2 separate regions of the Anser cygnoides genome follow, and region 1 is linked to region 2. A link is a contact called in public Hi-C data. All regions are on one chromosome and are shown on one strand. The core of a region is the stretch at or near the end of the contact, and the rest is flanking DNA. Distances in the headings are between cores, read along the strand shown.

The links. A called contact is a pair of places that touch in the nucleus more often than the background predicts.
Region 1: a contact with region 2 is called in a Hi-C map of liver, with 2.1 times the contacts expected there. The contact joins the promoter of SYNE3 here to the promoter of DICER1 in region 2. A contact is called at or near these places in 2 of 7 Hi-C or Micro-C datasets (granulosa cells and liver).

What each region holds. Positions count from the first base shown.
Region 1 is chr5:51,646,492-51,651,984 of Taihu_goose_T2T_genome, forward strand. SYNE3 (spectrin repeat containing nuclear envelope family member 3) reads right to left here and starts at 1,700. Exons shown (of 18, transcript XM_066998302.1): 1 at 1,400-1,700.
Region 2 is chr5:51,467,012-51,472,626 of Taihu_goose_T2T_genome, forward strand. DICER1 (dicer 1, ribonuclease III) reads right to left here and starts at 1,305. Exons shown (of 29, transcript XM_066998296.1): 1 at 1,238-1,305.

The DNA.
Region 1 (5,493 bases), core at 450-2,949, 180 kb after region 2:
CTCAGTTCATGTGGGTCGAGCAAATAAACGTTTGGAAACGAAATCGATGGTGGGAACAAGCCCATGAGAAACCGAAGCCTTACTGCACGTTGGGGCTGGGGGTCATACCACACGCTCCGTGCTGTCATACAACAGCTCCATACTGCCATACCACATCCTGCACGCTGTCATACCACAGCGGTGCGGGGGCTAAAAGCGAGGGCAGCGGCTCTCTCAGGCAGCCCGGGATCCCTTCTGATCGCCTAGGGGAAAGGGAAGGGGGTCGGGGCACACCTGGGGTACCTTTAGCAGCCGCGCAGAGCACCAACAGGCGGTCACAAACCGCACCGGCGTCCTGGCCGCGACGACCGCACGCTGCCGAAACGTGACAGCGACCGGCCCGGGGCAGGAGAGCCTGACACCCGCGGGGCGAAGCTGTGAGCCGCTGCCGGGCGCTCCCACCGGGCTGCCGCTCCCTCGGGGACGCGGCTTCGGCGCCGCGGTCGAAAGGCGCTCGGTGGAAGCCGTTACCGGGGAGCTGTTACCCGGGGAGCCCCGTGCCGCCGGGGGGCCGTGCCTCCGGACCGTTACGGCTGCCGGGGAGCCCCACGGAGCCCCGGCCGGGTCTCGCCGTCCCCCCGCTCCCCCCGGGCTCCGTGCGGCGCCGCAGGCCCGCTCCCCGCTCCCCACTCACCGCCGCGGCGCCCTCCGCCGCCGCCGCGCGTCCCCCGCGGGCAGCCCCCGAGCAGGGGCGGCGGGGCTGCTCCTCTCGGCTCGCCCTGCGCCCGCCTCGCCCCCGGCCGGGCCGCCCGGCCCCGGCGGCCAGCGCGGAGAGAGCCCGCCCCCGGTACCGCCGCCGCCACCGCCTCGGCTCGGCCCGGCCCTCCCCGCCGCCGCGGCCCGGCGTTATGTAAGGCGGGCTGCGGGGAGCCCTGGCGGCGGGGGCAGGCCCCGGCCCCGGGGGGCAGCTCGGCGGCGCTGACAGGGCCGGGGCAGCGGCAGCAGCCCGCCTCGGGGGCCCTGAGGGGCCGCGACCCCGCGCCCACCCGGCAAAGTTTGACAAGTCGATTAGTTGGAAAATACAAGGAGATCGGACCCCTTCCCTCCCCTTCTCCTCACCTCTCGTTCTTTAAGCCTACAGGCTTCGTGCTGCTCGGCTAGTAACAGCTAAAAGGAAATGCGCTAGGAAATGAAAAGGTGAATTTCTCACAAAATCGCATTTTGGAGCTATGAGAATCACCAAGCACCCCAAGACTCGTCACGCAAACATGAACGTGCATTTAGGTGCAGGGCAACCCACGGCCAGGCTCCCGGAGAAGACCCCCTTTCTACCGAAGACAGCAGGCACGGCCAGCACTTTGCCAGCTGCCGTAACCGAAATAACCCCAGGTCGCCGCAGGCAGTGTGAACAGGGATTCACCTGGATGCACGGAGAGTTACAGCTGGAATCTGAGAGCAAAACAAAGCCCAGGGAGCAAAAACGTGTGCGCATCAGGTGATTCTGTCTGCTGTAACCAATCCAGGGAAAAAGTCTGTTATATATGCCCAAGTTAGTCTGGAAAAATCATCAGAACAGAAAGAAAGCAGTGGTGGTGGGCTGCCAGCCACGGAGCAGGCTCTGTAGCCAACCGAAGGCAGAGGAGCGAACATTTTGTACTCAATCTACCGCAGCAAAGTAATCATTGCATCAAAGTATGCACTGAGCCACGGGGAGGGAGGGAGGAAGGAAGAAAGAATGAACAGCTTCTTCATATCTGAACAATAATATAATGTAAACAAACCGAGCGTGTGAGGCTTTTCTCTATTTCACAAGGCACAAAAATGTACTCCTTGACAGAGGCTATCTTACTGCCCCCTGCTGCCGAGACCTCGCATAGTTATCCGCATAACGAAGCAGAAAAACAGGCCACCAGCGATAAACGTCCCTGAGCCACACATAGCGTTACTGCGGCCAGGAGCCTCAAGACACACGGTTCGGGAGTGAGAGGCGGGTGAGCTCCAGGAGTCAGCGGGAAGCAGGGGCCGAGAGCCCTGCCGTGCTGCCAGCCCCCCTGATGCCAGATAGGTTCAAGCAGGCCAGCTCACACCAGTAACGTTCCCTGCCTTTGGGGACTCACTTCGACCCACAGCTGGGTGTCCAGGATGATCAGCTGGCCACGTGCCAACCCAGCCTTACTTGGAATAACACCATATTTAAGTTGCTCCCAAGCCGTCAGGAACTCCTGTCCCTCAGTGGAAAGGTGAATGGAAATTTTGCCAGAATTTTATGGTGAGGCACATACTGTTTTGTAGCTGGTTCTGACCTTGAAGCACTAATGCCTGGGTTGGGTCCTGTACTGGCACACTTTGGGGTTATTATGATCTTTTAAATTGTCACTGGGGTGGAACTGAATGCTGTAATCGTCTTGTGTTTACAGACAAGCTTGTCACCCGATGTGGAAAATCTCATTTATTCACTAGCATGGTTTTGACTTACTGTTTACTTGAAGTTTGTATCACCAGTGTGTAAAATTGCATCTGTCCAACCACTTGCCTCACAGTACATTCAGAGTCGATTACATCTTAATAAACTTTAGAATAGTGAGAGGGATTGCACACAGTCCAGAGGGCTGAACTCTACAGGTAGACGATACAGAATAGAAAATCTTATCTGTGAATTTGCCTTGGGAAAACTGGCTCAGTCACTAAAGTACACGAGCAATCCTTACTGGCAGCGATTCATTTGTAACAAAAACACACCCCCTAAGAAATGACTTTGTGCACCTAGATCTTTTAAGTTCAACCTAAAAACAGTCCCTTGTGTTCAGAAAGCTTGCTGATAGTGGACAACGCATCATTGTACTTAAAAACTGCCTGCATTAAGTTCTTCTTTTGCATTTCCCCATGCGGAGGCTTTCATGGCTCTGATTTTACTACCTTAAACAGCTTTGTACATGCTGAGTTAGAAAGACCAATATACACAGGCAAACAGCAGGCATTAGGTAAATGAGCATTCAGTGCATTACCCAAACAATATAAAGCTGCCCACACACCGCACCTAAACAACAAAGGAGAGGATAGAATGACTGAAATTAGAATGGAAGGGTGGGGAAGCTGCTGAAAAGGAAAGAGCAGCAGCTCTTTTTCCTTGGAAGAAAGGAATATGTATTTAGAAGCCATTTGTTCAGCCTCTAAACCAAACCACAAATGGTTGTCAGTGAATATGCAGCATTTTCAGACATTTCCTGTGATGTGCAAAATGCCCATGAGACTGGGTGGGAAGCACCAAATACTGCTACTGACATGCGAAAGCAACAATGGCATTGGCATGGTTTACTCTGCAGGAAGAACTGCACAATATCTTTAGGCCAGCAGAGAAGCAATTATAATGCTGCAGGGTAACTGCGCTCTCATTAGCGTAACACACCCATTTACCCCTACTCATAACCAACGACGAACAAGTACTACAAGATATTAAGATGCTTCCCTTTATTCTTGCTTGGGTACAGCAACATAAACTTGTTATTCAAATAATGAGTCATTTGGCAGGCCTGTGGTGGGAGGAACAGCATTTATTGGGAGAATAACATTCGTGTGCAGCATACCAGTGACATGCGTCTTTGGCATGAAAGGTTTTAACCCTGGTAGTTCTCAGTTATTTTGTTTGTTTGTTTCTTAGTAGTTACTAGAAGTTGCACATTGCTTGACAGAAAGCTTCAGTAGGTGGTAGTTGCTACAGAAGATCTCTTTCCTCAGTGGGTGAAGAATGAAGAGACGTAATAAACTCCAAATGCTGACATCAAAGCAATGTATTTTCAGAAGCACCAGTGGAAGGATCCCATCAGTTAAACAGGCTAACTTCTTGCTCTGAATTCATGCAGAAATCATGCAGACTCGGCATTTCATTCTCCCAGCTGAATATTACAAAGTTTACCTTTTGTCTGACCAGGCTCCACATCCTGGGCACAGACTGACCACCTCTGCAGGGAAGCGGGATCTTGTGATAGAGGATCAGTTCCCTCCACAACACCTACAGTGCTCAGTGCCAAAGGATAAAGTTACAACTAAATGTGCTTGCAAAGCACACTCACCTGGAATCAGCAGGTCACCTGAAGAGCTATACACCATAAGTTTTTCTTCAAACAGTTCCTTTAACGCAGGAGAAGCACCACTGAGCAGAACATCAGCAGTCTCTGAGGCAGAACCCCAAGCCACAAGTCCCCTTGCCCCAGGGGACATCCTCAGCAGCAGGCTGTGAATGCCAGCACGGTTTGTGCCCCTCACTCCCTGCCCTGACCTTTTTTTCTAAACGTTGCCTGTAACATTTAACCATGGGCAAGAGTAGCAGATAGGCAGGAAATACAGTTTCTAAGTTTTGTGCTGGGGACAAAATGTAGACCAGATTGAATATACTTTGTTTCTTTGAGACATCTTCGCAGCTGTCAGCTACTTTCTTTGCAATACATTTTGAGATACACCATTCTGTGGTTGTTTTTTCTTTCCCCCAAGTGTCTTTAAAGAGCTTGGTGACCTATTTAAGTTAGGAAGAAAAGTAAACATGGAAACAAGAGGCTGAAAAGTGGAGGAAAGTATAAAAATATATTTTGAGAAAGGAGTGGGTAAGTAGGGGGTGGAGAGAAGAGTGGTTTCTCCATTTGTAAACAGAAATGGAGAAGCTTGCTCAGAACATATGCCTTTCCAGGTGAGATAAGAGCGGGATGAAGGTGGAAGTGGGAAGCACCCACAGCTTACTGCGTTCAAGCCAACTGCAGGGCTGCTCAGGCTTGTACGCTTTGGAGCACTGCACTCAGGGAGCACATGCTATTTGTGAGTCCCGTGCAATTCTCTAAAATATGAGAAAGGATCCGGAAATCAAACAAATTAGTATTGTTATATTTAAACCAGAAACCATTTCTTACCTGTAAAACTTCATGTTCTTCACCTAAGAAACTTTAATTGATCTCATTTAAACAAACAACACAGGCTTGACATCCACGATAAACTGGTGTAGGAGTAAAGACTTAGACAAGTCCAAATGTCTTCCCACAGCTTGAAATGAAAAATATTCTCTATTTAGCATGTGCTTCATACTTTATTTAGATAGAAAAAACAATACACAGATTTCTTCTAAACAAATACATGAAAATTCATTAGGTTTATAAATAGTCCTATATATAAGCAGCATTCAAGGGACTGGAGCACCTCTTGTATGAGGAGAGGCCGATAGCTGGGACTGTTCAGCCCACAGGAGGCTTGGGGGGATCTCACCCATGGGTACAAACACCTGAAGGGAAGGTGCAGAGGACAGAGTCAGCCTCTTTTCAGTGGTGCCCAGTGCCAGGACAAGGGGCAACGGGCACAAGCTGGGACACAGGAGGTTCGGTCAAACACCAAGAAGCATTTTGTTGTGTGGGTGGCAGAACACTGGCACAGGCTGCCCAGAGGCTGTGGAGTCTCCCTCTTTGGGGGACTCCTCCAAAAACCACCTGGACATAGTTCTGGGCAGCTTGCTCTGGTGGCCCTGCTTGAGCAGGG
Region 2 (5,615 bases), core at 55-2,554:
GGAAGACTACAACACATCTTGGAGACACAGACAATGGGAAAGCTCCTCTTCATAGAGAGACTTAGAATAATTATGGCATATTAGAAGTCATTCCTGTTTGTGTCTATATCAACTGGTTAAAGAAAAACACCACACACACTCAACTCACCAAAGATATGCATGCAGTTCGCACTTCACCACAGCACCCAGAATGGTTTATATATCAAAACAAAAAACAAAGTAATATAAAGAAAAGAGTGTCTAAAAAGTTGTTTTGATTTTTCATTTAAAAGTGGTCATCACCTTCAAACCTACAACTTGCACCACTTTAGCTCACGGTATAACTTGATGTTCAATACCTTAGCGTAAAGACTGCTGATATCTTATAACCTGAAGTACCAAACAACCTCCAGACTTCCAGTATTTGAAGTTAACTGGTGATTTACTTTTTGGAAATAATGATTTATGAGGAAGGATAATACACTAAGAAATCCCTCCAGATGTCAATATCACAGTCAGTTTTCTACCCATTCACTCCTTTTTCCAGTTTTACCCCCGGCACCAACCAACCCCAGCGCAGAACTACGCCTTTTTCCCCTCCTGGCCTTTCTCAGCCCCGAACCACGCGGCACAAGGCACGCCTTCACCACCCTGCCGCTACATTTTCCCCCCTTCTACAAGCGGTCGGGGAGGGGAAGAGCGGCGCGGGGCCGTGCTGCGGGCACGCTGCGGGCACACCGCCCCGCACACCGCCTCACACACCGCCCCGGAGCGGCGCCCCGTGCCCCCCCCATCCCCCTCAGCGCCCCGCGCGCAGACAAAGCCGTGAGGGGCCGGAGCGCGGCCCCCGCCTCACGCACCCGCGGGGCCGGGCCGCGGCCGCCATCTCCTACCTGCTGTGACGGGAGGCGGCCCGGCGCGTCCCCCCGCTACAGGCCGCGTCTCATTGTGCCGCCGCCGCCGCCATTTGCCCGCCGCCGCCGCGCTGCCCCCGGCTGTCAGGTTCCTCCATTCACCTGGGCCCCCGCGCGGCCGCCTCCCCCTGCCTGCCCCCCCCCCTTACGCCGCCGGCCCTACGCAAACGGAGCACCTCCCCCAGCCCTCCCACCCATACCAACGGGGGCCGCCCAACGCCCGCGACGCAAGCCCGCTCCGAGAATTCCGCCCTGCGCAGCTCGCACGCTCCCCATCGCCGCGCTGTGAAAGGAGCCGCGCGATTGGCGGCGGAAGGCGGGTAAAAGGTGAAAGGTTCACCGACCGGCCAATCCGCTCGCCGGACACGGCAGCTGCCGGGGAGCCGCCGGGTGGTCCCGGCGCTCACGTGTGTGCGCCCTCCCCTCCCCCGCCAGAGCGCCGCGAGGCTCTCGGCCCCGGCTGCCCGGCCCCCACGCTCCTGCCCTGCGCATGCGCGCGGGCGGGGCTCGCGCGCGCGGGAGGTGGCGGGCGCAGCGCTGAGGCGAAGGGCGGCAGCCGCCATCTTGGCGGGGTCGGAGGCTGGCGGGGTCGGAGGCCGGCGGGGTCGGGCTGTGTTGTTCGGGTCGTAGGGCGGGGAGGTGGTGAGGCCGCCTGCAGGGCACTGCTCTTTCCTCTGGGGCAGGAGTGGTCTTGAAGATTTGAATGTCACTGAACGGGAGGCAAAAAGCAGTCCTTGATGACTTAGATCAGTCTCAGGGCACAGCAGCGCTTCACCTCCAGTGCTTCTGTGTAGTGAAATTCCACATATCCATACACACAGGTGGTCATAGTGCCCGTTCTGCTCATCAGGGAGCTGGTACCCACATACCTTGCTGGTGCTAGGCCAGAAGGGGGAAGAAGAAAGTGCCACTGGAGGCAGTTGGGTCCATTTGTGCGCCCTCAGCAGCATCTCCTTTTGCCGTTGCGTGGGACAGCATTGACTAACTGGACCATTGGTCTCCATCTCTTGTCAGCACACACTTGAGTGACATTACAAGCTACAACTATATTTAAAAAAAAAAAAAAGGAAACAAACAAAAAAGCTCTTGGATTAAACAGCTGATTTAGATCTAGAGTAACTATTATTTGCACCATCAAAACCCTTCAACCAGAGGTGAAGAAACTGAAAAATGCTTGGTGTACAGACAGGAACACAATTTCTCTTGCACCTCATATGCTACTGTTTTCCAGCTTTTATTTTCTTGGCACAATTGACATCAATATCTTCAAGTCCTTGGAAAACTGGGGGGGGGGGGGGGAAATGGCAAGACAATAAAAAGCCTTGAATTTACCTAACTTACCTAACCAGGGCTGCAGTGCAACAAGACTGGCAAATAATACCTGATGTAGGGGAATGTTTGGTTGTAAGTGTGAGGAACTGGTCGGTAAGGTAGGGCGCAGGATTGAAATGAATTACTTGATCAGAACTAGCCCGTTTGGAGTTTTGTTACAGTTTAATTTCAAATCCCAGGTTATTTTAAGTCCCTAGTTCCCACCTCCCATGGCATCACCTGCCAACACCGTTCTCTTTGTGACTGGTGAGAAGACTGAACCTTCCTCGCAGAGATGAAGCTAATAATCAAACCTCCAAGCTTGATTACAGCATCGCTTAGATCCATAGCTGCAGCCCAGACCAGAGAGATGCAGAGGGCAAATAATCATAGAATCATAGAATTATTAAGGTTGGAAAAGACCTTCACCTGGTCCAACCATTACCCTACCACCAATATCATCCACTAAACCATGTCTCTAAGCACCACGTCCAACCTTTCCTTGAACACCCCAAGGGACGGTGACTCCACCACGTCCCCGGGCAACACGTCCCAATGCCTGACTGCTCTTTCTGAGTAGAAATGTCTCCTTTTCTCTCCTAGAAATGTCCATTTCCAACCTAAACCTCCCCTTGTGCAACTTGAGGCCATTCCCTCTAGTCCTATCACCAGTTACCTGTGAGAAGAGGCCAACCCCCAGCTCCCCACAACTTCCTTTCAGGTAGTTGGACAGAGGATAACTCTTGTACAGTCAAATTTGGAGTTTTAAAGTCCCTTGGCCTAATGTAAATTGAGGTAGATCACCACAGAGCTGAAATGCAATAATCACATGCCAATTTTGTTTGGTCTTATCCCCACATAAATGGCAGTTTTATGGAACGAGAGGGGAATCATCCTACTGAATGTCCAGTCATCAGTTACAGTAGGGTTAGAGCACAAAATTGCCGCATCACTCTTGAACAGCTGTCTGGAAGCGACCTTGAAAAAGCTGTATCTGGCTCATTGACAAGCCCCTACCTGCTCAACACGTTGTGCTCACCCTTTGCAGTACCAGTCAATGTTTTCAGTGTTAACACCAGCTGTTAAGACTATCCTGGAACTGTCCATGGATTTAGTAGCTCAACTTTTTTACTTTGGTGCCCTCTTCTTGAGGTTCATTTACATTATCAACAAATGAATTGTTGACCAGCAAGAGAGGTTTTGGTGATTGCTGTTTTTTCTTCTAAGCATGGTAAAAAGAACTGTGCCAAAAATGGAAGTAAGCAGTGCAAATCTTTACTGACAACAGCAACAGTTTGTTTTGTTCTCATTTTGTCTGCTAAACGCAAAAAACAGTTTTTCTGTTTAACTTTTCTTCCCTGTCCTTTACTCACAAGTGTCCAAAAACCCTTAACTTTGCATATTTTCCTACTCTTTGTGCAAGAAAAATGTGTATTTACCATACTTTACCACAGCGATGGGATACACTTAAAGCTTATAACAGGCCTACCTACAGTGCTAGTAGTAAGTAGTCAGATCTGTGGACTGCCCATACGAATCACCACACCAGTGATGTAAAGATATAGCCACATCTGGATAATGTGGTCATTTTTGTGGAAGGAAACCTTTAAATAACGTAGATATACACAGCTGGCCCCGCTCTGCCTACTCCTGGCACCTCGTTTTGACAGTGGATGGATTTAGTTTCATGCTGTGTTTCACTGATCCTGTTTGCCGTGCTGCACAACACTACAAGTTGTTTCAGGCATGCAGTTACACTTGTGTTAGTCCAGGACTATCCTAAGATCACACTTCCTGACAGAGGGACTGGAGATCATCCTTGTTGCCTAACGAAGATGGTAAATGTAATACAAAGCCACTTCCCCCTTTTTAGTTGGGCTGAATGCAATGGGTATACAGCAACGGGTCTGTCACCAGAGACCCAGCTTTCCTCATCCATCTGCACTCTGCCAGGGACTTACCACATCCTTAGTATGACTGTGCCTACTAAATCAGTATGAGGAGATAAAGGTAACTGGAGCACGCTAAGATTCATTTAAACCTCTGCGAAATGATTTCAGATAAAAAGTGACAGAGAGGCCTATGGTTTTACCACATTGTTTCCTTTACCTAGCTCAAACCTCGGTTCTTCTTTAGGGCATGTCTTTTGTAATGCCCATATTAGTAAATACCACAATATTAAGCATTTTTATACTATTGAGGGGGCACCCTTCTGTTTTTTATGGATGGAAGAATAATTATATCCCATGACAAAACCTTAGGAAGAGGAGCAGCTGTTCAGCCTTATCCAGTGGGAGCTGTCAGAACATATGGGTCTATTTTTCCAATTTTAACTGAAGTACTGAAGGAAATTGGCATTCTTGATTATTTCTAACATAAAATAAAGCAGAAAGAAACCCTCCTTAATCCTCTGCAGGCCATGATTAAATAATGAATTTTATCCAATTCAAGGAGGTTCAAAGAGAAGGCAAGCAGAATGCTTAAAACACAGAAAACAAAACACAAATGCCAGGAGAATTCTGGAAGTTATTTTCTTATAAAGAAAAGGGTGTCTTTCTCCACAGCTACTTCCTCCCTGAGCGTGCCAGCTGACAGGAGTTTTTGATTTAAAAGCACAGTTAGGATAAAACCTGTGCTATCCTTTATTGTTCTATCACCACTATCCCCTCCTTTGAAGGAATGGATATTTTTTTGCTATATGCATGTGTTATGACAGCTATTCTTCAGAGTTTAAGGCCAAATCAAAAATTAACCTTTAATTTCACAAATTTCTTACCAAAAAAAAAAAAAAAAGAAAATTATCAATGTGATAAAAACTCTAAAAAAATGCACTAAGTTCTTGGCTTTCAAAGTTTGATTAAAAAAAAAAAAAACACATGCAACTATAAAAACAAAGCAAAGAGGCCATTGGATTAAAGGAATAGAATAGCCCAACTAATTAAAATCCAGAACACAAACAGTGATAATGCACTAAATTACAGCTTTCAAAATATCTTTAGTGCTGGAATTATAGATGGTTTACTCGATGGGATAACTGCCATAAGACAAAACCAACAACAAGAAGAGACATTTATCTCTCCCTTTTTAAAAAATCATATCGCAAAATGATGCTTTTTTATTTTTTTTTCCTTCTGTTGGGTGAGAGAAACAAAATTTGTATGGGTTAGAATGGAGGTAAAATTCAATTAAAAAAAAAAACTCACTGTGTGACAAGTAATTGTCTTTGTTCATGCTACAGAACTTTGAAATTATGCCAGTGGAAACCAGGCTTTGTGCTTTTTGGCTCTACACACCTCATCACATTCCAAAATGGATTCTGAAGAGATTCCTTCCCGCGTGTCAATGGTGACCTCTGTTGTTCCCTTCTGTTGATACCAGCCACGATGCTGTTTTGTCATTGCATCACACACT